3 separate regions of the Sus scrofa genome follow, and regions 1 and 2 are each linked to region 3. The links are chromatin contacts, called in public Hi-C and promoter capture Hi-C maps. All regions are on one chromosome and are shown on one strand. Each heading gives the region's core, a stretch centred on a gene start, on an enhancer-like site or on the middle of the called end of the contact. The rest is flanking DNA. Distances are from core to core; before and after follow the strand shown. Region 1 holds the start of KIAA1191 (KIAA1191 ortholog). Region 2 holds the start of CLTB (clathrin light chain B). Region 3 holds the start of GPRIN1 (G protein-regulated inducer of neurite outgrowth 1).

Region 1 (3,351 bases), core at 259-2,758, 220 kb after region 3:
TTCTCACATGGCGACTATTTGCCAACGTCACGCCACAGCTTCAGACATCAGTATTATAAAAGTCAGGGATAAGGAGTTCCTGTTATGGTTCAGCGGGTTAAGAACCCTACTAGTATCCATGAGGATGTGGGTTCAGTCCCTGGCCTTGCTCAGTGGGTTAAGGATCCCTCGTTGCGGTAAGCTGCAGTGTAGGTCGAAGATGTGGTTTGGATCTGGTGTTGCTGTGAGCTGGGGCGTAGGCCGGCAGCTGCAGCTCCTACTCGACCCCTAGCCTGGGAACTTCCATATGCTGCAGGTGGGCCCTAAAAAGACAAAGGAAAAAAAAAATCAGGGATAAAGTAGTCTTAGAGTCATTAACTTCCAGGAAAGTCTTCAGTTTTCATTAATTTGGGGATAAGAACAAAACAAAGTGATCCTGTTTTATGATTTATGTCAGGTTGAAAAATGCTCTTTCTTCCCCTCCTGACTGAGATGTAATGTGCCTTCCTTTTTTTTTTTTTTTTTTAATTAATTTTTCCGCTGTACAGCATGGGGATGCCTTCCTTTTGATGGAGGAGGGCAAGAGTCAGCTTTGCTTTCACAGAGGGTAAAAATTATATAGTATATTTTAGAAGTTCAAAATTTACAAAGTAACACTTTGAACAGAAACAACACAACAACAAAATCACAGGGCAATGTAATTGTGCTATTTATAAACTAATCACAGAATTTAGAAAAGATTCTAATTAACAGTGCACTCAAACAAGGGTCTGGTGATGGCACTCAGGTTTAAAGGTGCATGAGGAAAGCCTCTCAGTTTTGCCAGTGGGCTTGGCCTATGGTCAAACACTGAAATCTAAAAGTCAAATCCAAACCCCACTCCCTACAGCCCTCTTGAGATGTGCCTTGACCACAAGATTTGGACGTAGGGTAGAAATGTGGACAGATTTATTCCTTTACTTCCTCAACTTTGTTGCTTTGTCATATTTGTAAATCCTTTAGGAAAAAAGTCTTCCTTCAGGATGTGACATTTGAGTTGGCACCTCTCCAAGTGTCACTTTCCTAGTGTAAAAGGAAAATGATATTACGACCACGTTACCTAGGGGAGTCAGGTTCGGTTTGCTCCCCCTTTGGGTTCTGCTAATGGTAAACACTGCCTAACTCAGCTGTTCCTGGAAGAGGGTCTCTGCTCACTTCACATCTTTTCAAAGTGTCTTTGAATCTCTCTGAGCCTCAATTTCCCCTCTGTGAAAGGGGTTTGGTCGTGTCACTCCATCTGCCCTCAGTCTGAAACAGACCCGGGCATAGAGTGCTGGTAAAGGGTGCTTTTACTTTGGGAGCTGCTGGGTTCCACACACAGAGCGGAGGCTCCACCATCCAGCCGTGCAGCTAAGACACGGGGCTTTCCCGATTGTGGACTACAACTCCCAGCGTTCCTCGAGACTCACCCCCAACCCCGGCCAAGTATCGCGTGAAATGACGCGACCTCCGGAGGCTTTATCAGGCTGCGGGCTGGTTCCGCAGCCTGAGTTCACTCCCTGCTCAGTGCCTGGGGCCTTTGGTGTCGCCACGGGCACAGTGCCATTCACACCATGGCTTGCGTCTCGACTGCCCCACTTCCTCTCGAGAAACGTGGGTCCTTGGAACATCTTTAGTGTCGGAGCTCGGGCCGCAGGCAGCTCCGCGGCGGCGGCAGAACAGGTAACCAGATGAGCCGGGCCTGGGGCTCTGTCTTTTGCAGGTACGGAGGGGCGTGCCCTGGTCCCTCCACCGAGGTCCGGGTCTTGGGCCTCGCGGCCCCTCTCCCTTCTCCCCTTACCGGGGCTCAGATCTTGGCCAGACCACTGCGTGCCTCTGTCGCCCCGCCTTTTGTGGTCCCCTGTGGGTTTCGCTCTGATACCCAGGCAGCCCCGGCACTTGGCCTAGCCCCGACTTCACCGGGCCAGCCTAGTCCTGGACCCTCGCTCCTCGCCTTCACGTCTGAAGCCTCCTACTTGCCCTGCCCTGGGGAACCTTCGGCGTGGGCCAGGCCCCGACTAATCTGTTTAGTCTTTCTTAGCCTCTCCGGTTGAAGAGGCGGTTGACTCAGCCCAGGCCTTTCACATCCTGGTGTCATTGTCCTGTATCTTGTGAAGGAGAAGTCAGAGCCCTGCGGGGAAGGAGGGGGGAGATTGGCACCGCGAAGTGGAAGGGGAGGTTCGGGGTCAGAATGTTGCCCGAACCTGGAGGGTGGCCAGACTTTGGTTTCTACGATGCCCTTTGATGAAGAACTAACGGATTTTCTGACTGGAGCTCCGTCAGGATAGACGGGGCAGTGTAGCAAGTTGAAAAGCAAGTAAGTTGGCTTTCCTAGGGCTTTGTTTGAATTCCCCTGTAAAATGGGAGTGAAATACCTGTCTTATAAATGGGCCACTTATCTGTAACCTTGGACAAATCACTTCTGCTTTTTTAGTTTACTTCTCTTTAAATTGGGGATAAACAATGCTTGCTTTGCAGGGTCATTGCAAGGGTTAAAACACAAGATAAATGTATAAACTCCTCATTTAAATATCAGTCATCGTTTCAGCAAAGAATGAATTTACCCACTGTGGTACCTAGCCCCTTTCTGTGGGTCAGGTTATTTTGACCCTGAGCCTAACTTTAAAAACAAAATGAGGGAGTTCCCGTTTTGGCTCAGCAGAAATGAACCTGACTAGTACCCATGAAGATGTGGATTCAGTCCCTCGCTCAGTGGGTTAAAGATCTGGCGTTGCCACAAGCTGCGGTGTAGGTTGCAGACTGGGCTCAGATCTGGTGTTCCTGTGGCTGTGGCATAGGCCGGCAGCTGCAGCTTGAATTCAACCTCTAGCCTGGGAACCTCCATATGCTGCACCTGTGGTGCTAAAAAGCAAAAAACAAAACCACCACAATGAGGAGTTCCTGCCATGACACAGTGGGTTAAGGATCCAATATGTCTGTGGCATCATGGATTAGACCCCCAGCTAGGCACAGCGGGTTAAGGATTAGCCTTGCCACAGCTGTGGTGTGGGTCACAGCTGTGGCTCGGATTTTATTCCTGGCCCTGGGAACTTCCATATCGTTTGGGTGTGGCTGAGAAAAAGTGAGTGTAATACCTCTCCCTGGGTTGTTATGGGAAATACATGAAAGTACAGGAAGCTGTTTGACAGAATCTGAAGGGCTGTGCCAATGCTGGTTGTTGTTCTCAGGACCTCTGGAATGGATGGACTCTTCCTGAGCAGCTTGGCTAATTTGCAGCAGCTGGACAATGTTCCTCTTTAATATCTGTCTGTCAGCATAACCATCACATCGTTTCACTTTGGTAAGGTGACCTTTTTACTGTGTATAGTGTCTTTGTCTTATCACAGGTATTAA
Region 2 (3,511 bases), core at 493-2,992, 160 kb after region 3:
TTTTTCTTTTTCTTTTCTTTCTTTTTTTTTTTTTTTTTTTTAGGGCTGCACCTGAGGCATATGGAGGTCCCCAGGCTAGGGATTGAATCAGAGCTACAGTTCCCGGCCTATTGGGATCTGAACTGTGTCTTCGACTTACACCACAGTTCACGGCAATGCTGAATCCTTAACTCGCTGAGTGAGGCCAGGGATTGAACCCACATCCTCATGGATACTAGTTGGATTTATTACCACTGAGACGCAACAGGAACTCCTTAATAATCATTTTTAATATTGGTGTTTAAGAGTAAGAGATCATGTACAAGATCAAGGGTGGTGGCAGAGTGATCTGGACCAGTAACTTGTATAAATAAACATGGAGCTGAATTCTGCTGATGGCTAAATTAGGAAGGAGCAGGAAGGAAGGAGGAAGTAGTTGGAAAGAGTGCTTGCAGTGGGTTTACTCAGTGTAGTGTTGCCAGAGCTACTGACTGAAGTCTCTGGGAATCAGACAAGATGTCCAGGGGAAGATCACAGTGGGAGCATAGCACTCACTAGCCCTTGTGTTTCTAACAAATGGAGTTGACATTTATGGCTGGTTTGTTCAACTAGGAAATGTTCAAAGTCTTTTCAGTTCCTGAGCCTGTAACTTGAAATGAGAAAGAAGTGTGAGATAGACAATGGTGAACACTATGCATGGACCAGGTTGTACAGGGCCTGAAATTTCTTTCTTTTCCATACTACTAATAAATGACCATATTCTCATCATCAGATTGAAAACTACATCAAAGTATTACTGTGCAGAAGTGAAATTGCCCTTCAGCCCAACCTTGCTTCCGCTCCCCCCTAAGGGAACCGCTACTCACAGCTTGAGGCACTTCTTTCCTTTCCCTCTTGCAGTTCATAGTTGACCTTCAAGTCTCAAATCAGAAGAAGAAAATCCCAAAGGCCAAATGTGATGGTGGTTCTGCACCCTGCTCCCCACCACCCCAGTGTTTAAATGTCAGAGCACCTCCCACACTGTGCTGTGACTGGACACTTGCCATCTGTTAGTCTCCTAGACTGTAATCTCCCCTTGGCCAAGACTGGATTTTATTATATTTTGGAGACTGTTTCCTGAAGACGACTGGCTGGAGGAGTGGCAGGCTGCCTGGATAAATCAGACCTGTCTTTCTTAGGCTGGTTCTTACTTAAGGAATATTTAAGGGGCCCAGCCTTCGAGTAGGGACCCAGTCAGGTCACATAAACTCTGCTGGTGTGAAGTGAAGCCTCTCCAATGAAGAGAAATGTATAAAAATTGGACGGAAGCAACGTGGCCTTGCGGGAAAGGCCCAGGACTTGCAGGAAAGATGCCACGAAGGCATGAGACTTAATGCCACCTCTCCAAGGCTCCTAATAATGGGATTCATAATATCCACCCAGTTTAGGAGAAGAAATTTTGCAGAATGAATCAGGAGTCAGGTTGCACAGCGACCACCCCCTCCGTGCTCTCGAGGTCCTCCAGGCTGCCTTCCTCTGGTGGCCTGTGCTCACTATAATCCCTCTGTCCAGTCCGCTTCACCTCTAGACCGGGCCAGAGCTGCACCCTGTCACCACTGGTGCCCTGGAAATGCGCGCTGCTTGGCGGGAGTAGGGAGCGCGGCCCCGGCCTTCGGGCCCCTCCGGCTGCGCCTCCGTCCTGCTGACGCCCTCCTGTGGCCGCTGCGAGGCGACCTCCGGCCGTCCTGCGGGCCCCCTCCCTCGGCCGGTGACATCACCGCATTCCCGTCCCGGCTCCTCCCGCTTGCCGCCGCAGTGACAGGGAAGCCGGGCCCGGTGGCAGAGAGGAAGTGCGGGGCCGCCGCGCCGAGCCCGTCCCCGCCGAGGCCGGCTCCCCCAGGCGGCTCGGGTGACAGTGTCGCGGCCGCCGGGCGCAGCGCGGGGCACGCGCCGGGCAGAGCCAAGGGCCAGGCGGACGCTTCAGCAGAGACGCGGGGAAAATGGCTGATGACTTTGGCTTCTTCTCGTCATCGGAGAGCGGGGCCCCTGAGGTTGCCGAGGAGGACCCGGCGGCTGCCTTCCTGGCCCAGCAGGAGAGTGAAATCGCGGGCATAGAGAATGACGAGGGCTTCGGGGCACCTGCCGGCAGCCAGGCGGCCCTCGCGCAGCCGGGACCAGCGAGTGGGGGTGAGTCAGCGCGGTAGCCTGGGGACTGGGGCGGGGGGGGGGTGCTGCAGCTCGCACCCGGGGTACCGGTCTCGGGGCCCTGCGGTCGAGTGAAGAGGGCCTGCTATGTATGGCCAGCCGGGAGCAGGCCTGGGACTGTGTGTACCTGAGTGGACCTGGAAGAAATGGGGGAGGGGAGTCTTGTGGAGATTCCCCCATCTGAGGGCCCCCCTGGAGCTGTGGATCTGGTGGCTCCCAGGATAGAAATTCAGCGTGACATTTCATCCCCAAGCCAACTCTGCTACTGCCCAGCTCTGGAATCCAACACTGCCCAGCCCTGAGACTCTCTCCTGAGCGTCCCAGGAGGCTGGCTGGCCCAGGCTGAGCCCTGCAGTTGTGGGCAGAACCCAAGACCTCCCTGCCCCTCAGACTTAGCTCCTTCCTACGGCTGGGAGAGCAGGGGCACTGGCTGAGAACTCACAAACCTTCCCTGGGGACCACCTGCCATCCTGCAGTCATTGATCTTGGCATTTGACTTACATTTAATCATTTCATGTACATTCTTAAACCCATCTCAGAGATGGCAAAACTGAGGCTCAAAAGGTACACTACTGAAACAACTAGTAAGTGGCAGAGAAAGGACTCTAAATCTATTTCTTTCAGACTCTAAGCCCTTCCCACCTGACCACATTGTCTTCCAGATGCCTGGCTCTGGATTAGACCCCAGCATGGGGGCAGGGAGGTGGGGGTGTGGGGGGGTTTCAGTCAAATGTGGTCCTGTCCTCCTGGGGTTTGTAACTTAGTGGTTGTCCAAAGGTGGCCCAGGGCTATTGTGGATAGCTTCAGACTCAGGGTTTGGAGCCTGATCTTTGCACTAGCATGTTCATCAACAATATCCCTGCTCTGGTTCTGCTTGAAAGAACAATTTCTTGAAGTGTTTAGTAAAAAAGTAGACATCACCTTCATGGGTGAATCCCAAACAGCCTTTGCTTCCTCTTAATGTTGTCATTTTAGTGGGGGTTTATCAGCCTGTTGGAATAAACGGTAGCTCATCTGTTTTTAAAAACTGCTTACAAGAAAGTCTCCTTAGAGTCATGTTTGCATTCATTCAACATTTACTGAGCACCTACTATTGGCCAGGCCCAGTGGGGATGCAGATATGAATAAGATAGTTCCTGGGGCTAGAGGAACTGGGAGCATCTCTGTATTTCCTTGGCACAAAAAACCTAACAAGTCTTTTTTAACATATAAGAAACCAGAGGCCCAGAGATCTGAGTATCTTTCACAAAGTCGCACAGCCATGAGTGACAGATCTGGGACTTGATTCCAGGCCTCCCAACTCTGGGCTCCATGCTCTTTCAAATGCTATGACAGTCACCCTGGGAGG
Region 3 (3,482 bases), core at 588-3,087:
TCATTCCTTTTCCCAGCTGGTTCCTCGAGGTGGGCCTGGGGCCCTTGTCTCACCCTATTTGGTCTATACTTTCCCCTCTTGCACTAGCACCCTTCTTGTAACTTCCATCACCAGCTCCCTGGTCTGTCTCCAGTCTTGGCCACTTCAGACTCTGTTTTGGATTCATATGTCTCAGTGTCACTGTTCCCTTCTTTCCCCAGGCTCATCCGCATCTGTCCTCCATCCATTTGGCTCCTCAAGGCAGAATCTCAGAGAAGCAGCAGAATCCTCTCTGCTTTCACTCTCACATCCCACCGCATGACCAAGATTTGTTGACTTTACCCCTAAATAGGTACCAAATCTGACCCTCCCTCTCCATCCCAATGGTTCAGGTAACATTTTTCTCTCACCTGGACAACTGATACGGCCTTCTCACTCATGCCCTAGTCCCGCTCCCAACCACACTCCTTCTGCCCCAGGGGCAGGGGGGGAGTAGCTTTTTAGATCACAGGTAGCTCCTTGCCACTTTTCATATCTTGTGAACCTGCTCAACCCTTGATGTCTTCATCTGCATCATTGAGCCAATACCATCCACCTTGAAGGACTGTAGGGAAACTAAAATGAAATGATGACTGTAAAGAGGCTGTGTAAACTATGAATCGAAGTACCCCCGTGGGCAATGAAAGAGCAATTTGCAGGGCCAGAAATATTAGAAAGCAGCCCTTGCATGGGTGTTGTCCGTGGTGCTGAAGATGGGTTCGGTACTCCAGTTTTTGCTTCCCTGGAAAACTGGCTAAAGACGTCAGTCTGATAGATTTTTTTTTTTTTTTCCTATTTGCCACCTAGATTTTTTTTTTTTTTCTTTTTAGGGCCGCACTCGCGGCATATGGAGGTTCCCAGCTAGGGGTCTAATTGGAGCTGTAGCTGCTGGCCTACATCACAGTCACAGCAACGCTGGATCCTTAACCCACTGAGCGAGGCCAGGGATTGAACCCGAAACCTCATGGTTCCTAGTCGGATTCGTTTCCACTGCCGCACGACAGAAACTCCCTATCTAGATTTTTTAAATTGTCTAAATGATCACGATGACTTATGGTTCACCAGGTAAGTGAGAGGGATAGAAAGTAAGTATGAAGTATGAGGTTTCAGGAGTTAGCCCCACTACTAACGAGCTGTGTAAGCACAGACAATTGACCTATTATTAATATCTCAGTTTTCTCATCTGAAAATGGAGATATAATACATTAGTATTAACTTGCGTATAAGTAACTGGAAATGGAAATTAGATGAAACCTTAAACAAAACTAAAGTAACGTTAGTTCTTACCTTGACTTGCTGCTTTACCATAAAACACTGCCCCGATATATATTAACGTTAGTTGTTACCATTTTTAGTCGGTGGTTTCACATACAAGTGAGGGGGTTTTAGCACCTCTTGGCAATTACAAACTTATTTTTCCTCCTCTGGGGAGTCAAAGGGGAGGAGACTATTTCTCTGTTAAGAAACGTCGAGGCAGGGTGGGCAGCAAGTCCTCACGTCCTTGGGAACTCAGATTCAGCTGTGGAAGCCCCTGAACATCTACCTCAGGCTCCGTCATCCTTCCAAGACCACTCACCACGAGGTGACAAATGTTAGTCCCATCCTGTAGACGGGTAAATTAAGTCTCCGAGAGACTTGCTGGAAGGCACCCAGGGGGAGGAGAACCCAGCTTGCACAGACTAGAGGGTGGGCGGGCACCCGAGCTAGAGAGGCCGGTAACGGGAAGGCGAAGGCACTCCCTCCTTCTCCCCCAGCCACTCAAGTCCTTCCACTCGAGGGAGCGTGGGTGGCGGCGAGACAAAGGGGAGGGGGCGGGGCGGAGGTGGGGGGCGAAGGCCGGAAGTGCGGCCAAGGCGGAGGCGGGAAATTCCGCGCAGGGGGAGCTCCGAGATCGCGCAGACGGGAGTCCCTATCCAGGAGCCGAGTATCCTCAGACAAGTGGCTTCCCCTCTCTGGGCCCCAATTTCTTGCTAGGTGAAAAAACGGAGGGCGTTCGCGGGGTTAGATTGTGTGAGATCTAAGAGGCAGCGCGCCCCGCCCTCAACAGGCGCGCAGCAAATGGGCAGCCTCTCCGCCCCTCAGTCTCCAGTCTGTGAAATGGGAACCGGTTCGAGGAGGGCGGGGAACCCAGGAGTCCAGGTGCCACGGTGAGGAGCGGCGGGTAAGGGGCACCCCTCCCTCCTTCAGGCCTCTGCTTCCCCACCGGCACCGCCCCCTCCCGGTTCTGAGGCCGCGAGTTGGCCAGCGCGCATGCCCGGGGCGGGGCGCAGGGCGGGAGAGCGGAGCTAGCTCGGAGGACGGCTGCACGGAGTCCGCCCGCCAGCCCGGCCGGAGGCAGCCGAGGCCGCTCGGGCGGCGGCGGCGGCGGCGGCGGCGGTGGCGGGAGCTGGAGCGCAGCGCGCGGAGGAGACGAAGCGGCGGCACAGCCGGGTAAGTGCCGCGCCCGCACCTGCTGCCCCTTCTAGGCTGACAGTGTCGACCCCCTTCTTCCGCTCGCGGCAGCCCCAGAGACGCTGTCCAGGGTCCTCGAGCGGCCTGGGTGGCGGGGCTCGGGTACGGTGCGCGGTGGTATATATCTGGGCGCCCGGGTGAATGTATGCGCTCCGCCAGGGTGGCGGGTGTCTATTTCCAGGCGCCTGACTGGGGCGGGGCGGGGGCGGGTCCGCAGTCCCAGCCAAGGACCCGAGGGGCCCTGCTGGTCAGCCTGACCCGTGTGTAGGACCCCCGCCCCATGCCTGGCCTCTCCGCCGCCTGCCGCTTTGTTTGGCACCGCGGTGCGGGAGGTGGCGCTTCCCGCCACCGCGGGGAGGGGGTCCGCCCGCATTGATTCATTTTTTCCCCCTGGAGCCAGCTCGGCGCTAGAGTGGTTCTACTGGCACCACTGAGCACACTCGCCGTCGCACGCCTAGTGTGGCACACACTCTGGGGCTCCGTCACACACAGTCGCACACTCAACGCTTGAAGCCACGGGTCTACGCACACTATGGCCCTTGATCATTCCATCAGACTCATACACAAGGCCACCTGTGCACCCACCCAGTACACCTTGCCATACACACCCAGGCATAGCTGCGCACTCACCCCAACCACTGCCTATCACAGCACACTCAATTCAGCAATACTCCCTGATCACAACACACTCGTAGCCACCCTCCTCTGGCCTGCGTGTGTGCCTGTTCACACCAGCTCATCACGGTCTCCCTCTCATGTACCCCCAGACCCTGGAGTAGGCGTGTCACACACTCCATCACACACTTTTACCTTGCTGTCCACCCGCTGCTCCTGCATGTCCACTCTTGCCCTCCTGTGGATGGATGGATGGATGCATGGTCTGGGGGCTGTTTCCGGATGTAAGCCTGGCTGTCGCCCTTTGCTAGACTCCATCTCCCCTCTAGCCCCAGGCAGGAAGCTTTGCTGCTTTGAGGGTTCTAGGAGGCAAGGGGATGAGAGGGTGAGGGACAGCA

The links. Promoter capture Hi-C pulls out the DNA fragments that hold promoters and counts their contacts. A called contact is a pair of places that touch in the nucleus more often than the background predicts.
Region 1: a contact with region 3 is called in a promoter capture Hi-C map of fetal skeletal muscle, with 4 times the contacts expected there. The contact joins the promoter of KIAA1191 here to the promoter of GPRIN1 in region 3. A contact is called at or near these places in 1 of 5 promoter capture datasets (fetal skeletal muscle) and 2 of 47 Hi-C or Micro-C datasets (embryonic fibroblasts and heart right ventricle).
Region 2: a Hi-C map of embryonic fibroblasts shows a contact between it and region 3, with 4 times the contacts expected there. The contact joins the promoter of CLTB here to the promoter of GPRIN1 in region 3. A contact is called at or near these places in 1 of 5 promoter capture datasets (liver), 11 of 47 Hi-C or Micro-C datasets (embryonic fibroblasts, epiblast stem cells, fetal heart ventricle and 6 more) and 1 of 2 datasets of contacts at active chromatin or transcription factors (skeletal muscle).

The regions. Positions count from the first base shown.
Region 1 is chr2:81,522,068-81,525,418 of Sscrofa11.1, forward strand. It overlaps KIAA1191 (KIAA1191 ortholog), which reads left to right and starts at 1,509. Exons shown (of 9, transcript NM_001252388.1): 1 at 1,509-1,680; 2 at 3,186-3,298.
Region 2 is chr2:81,463,145-81,466,655 of Sscrofa11.1, forward strand. CLTB (clathrin light chain B) reads left to right here and starts at 1,743. Exons shown (of 5, transcript XM_021084433.1): 1 at 1,743-2,145. The coding sequence starts at 1,959.
Region 3 is chr2:81,305,895-81,309,376 of Sscrofa11.1, forward strand. GPRIN1 (G protein-regulated inducer of neurite outgrowth 1) reads left to right here and starts at 1,838. Exons shown (of 3, transcript XM_021084418.1): 1 at 1,838-2,448. LOC106509472 (a long non-coding RNA gene) reads right to left here. Exons shown (of 4, transcript XR_002341731.1): 3 at 3,280-3,446.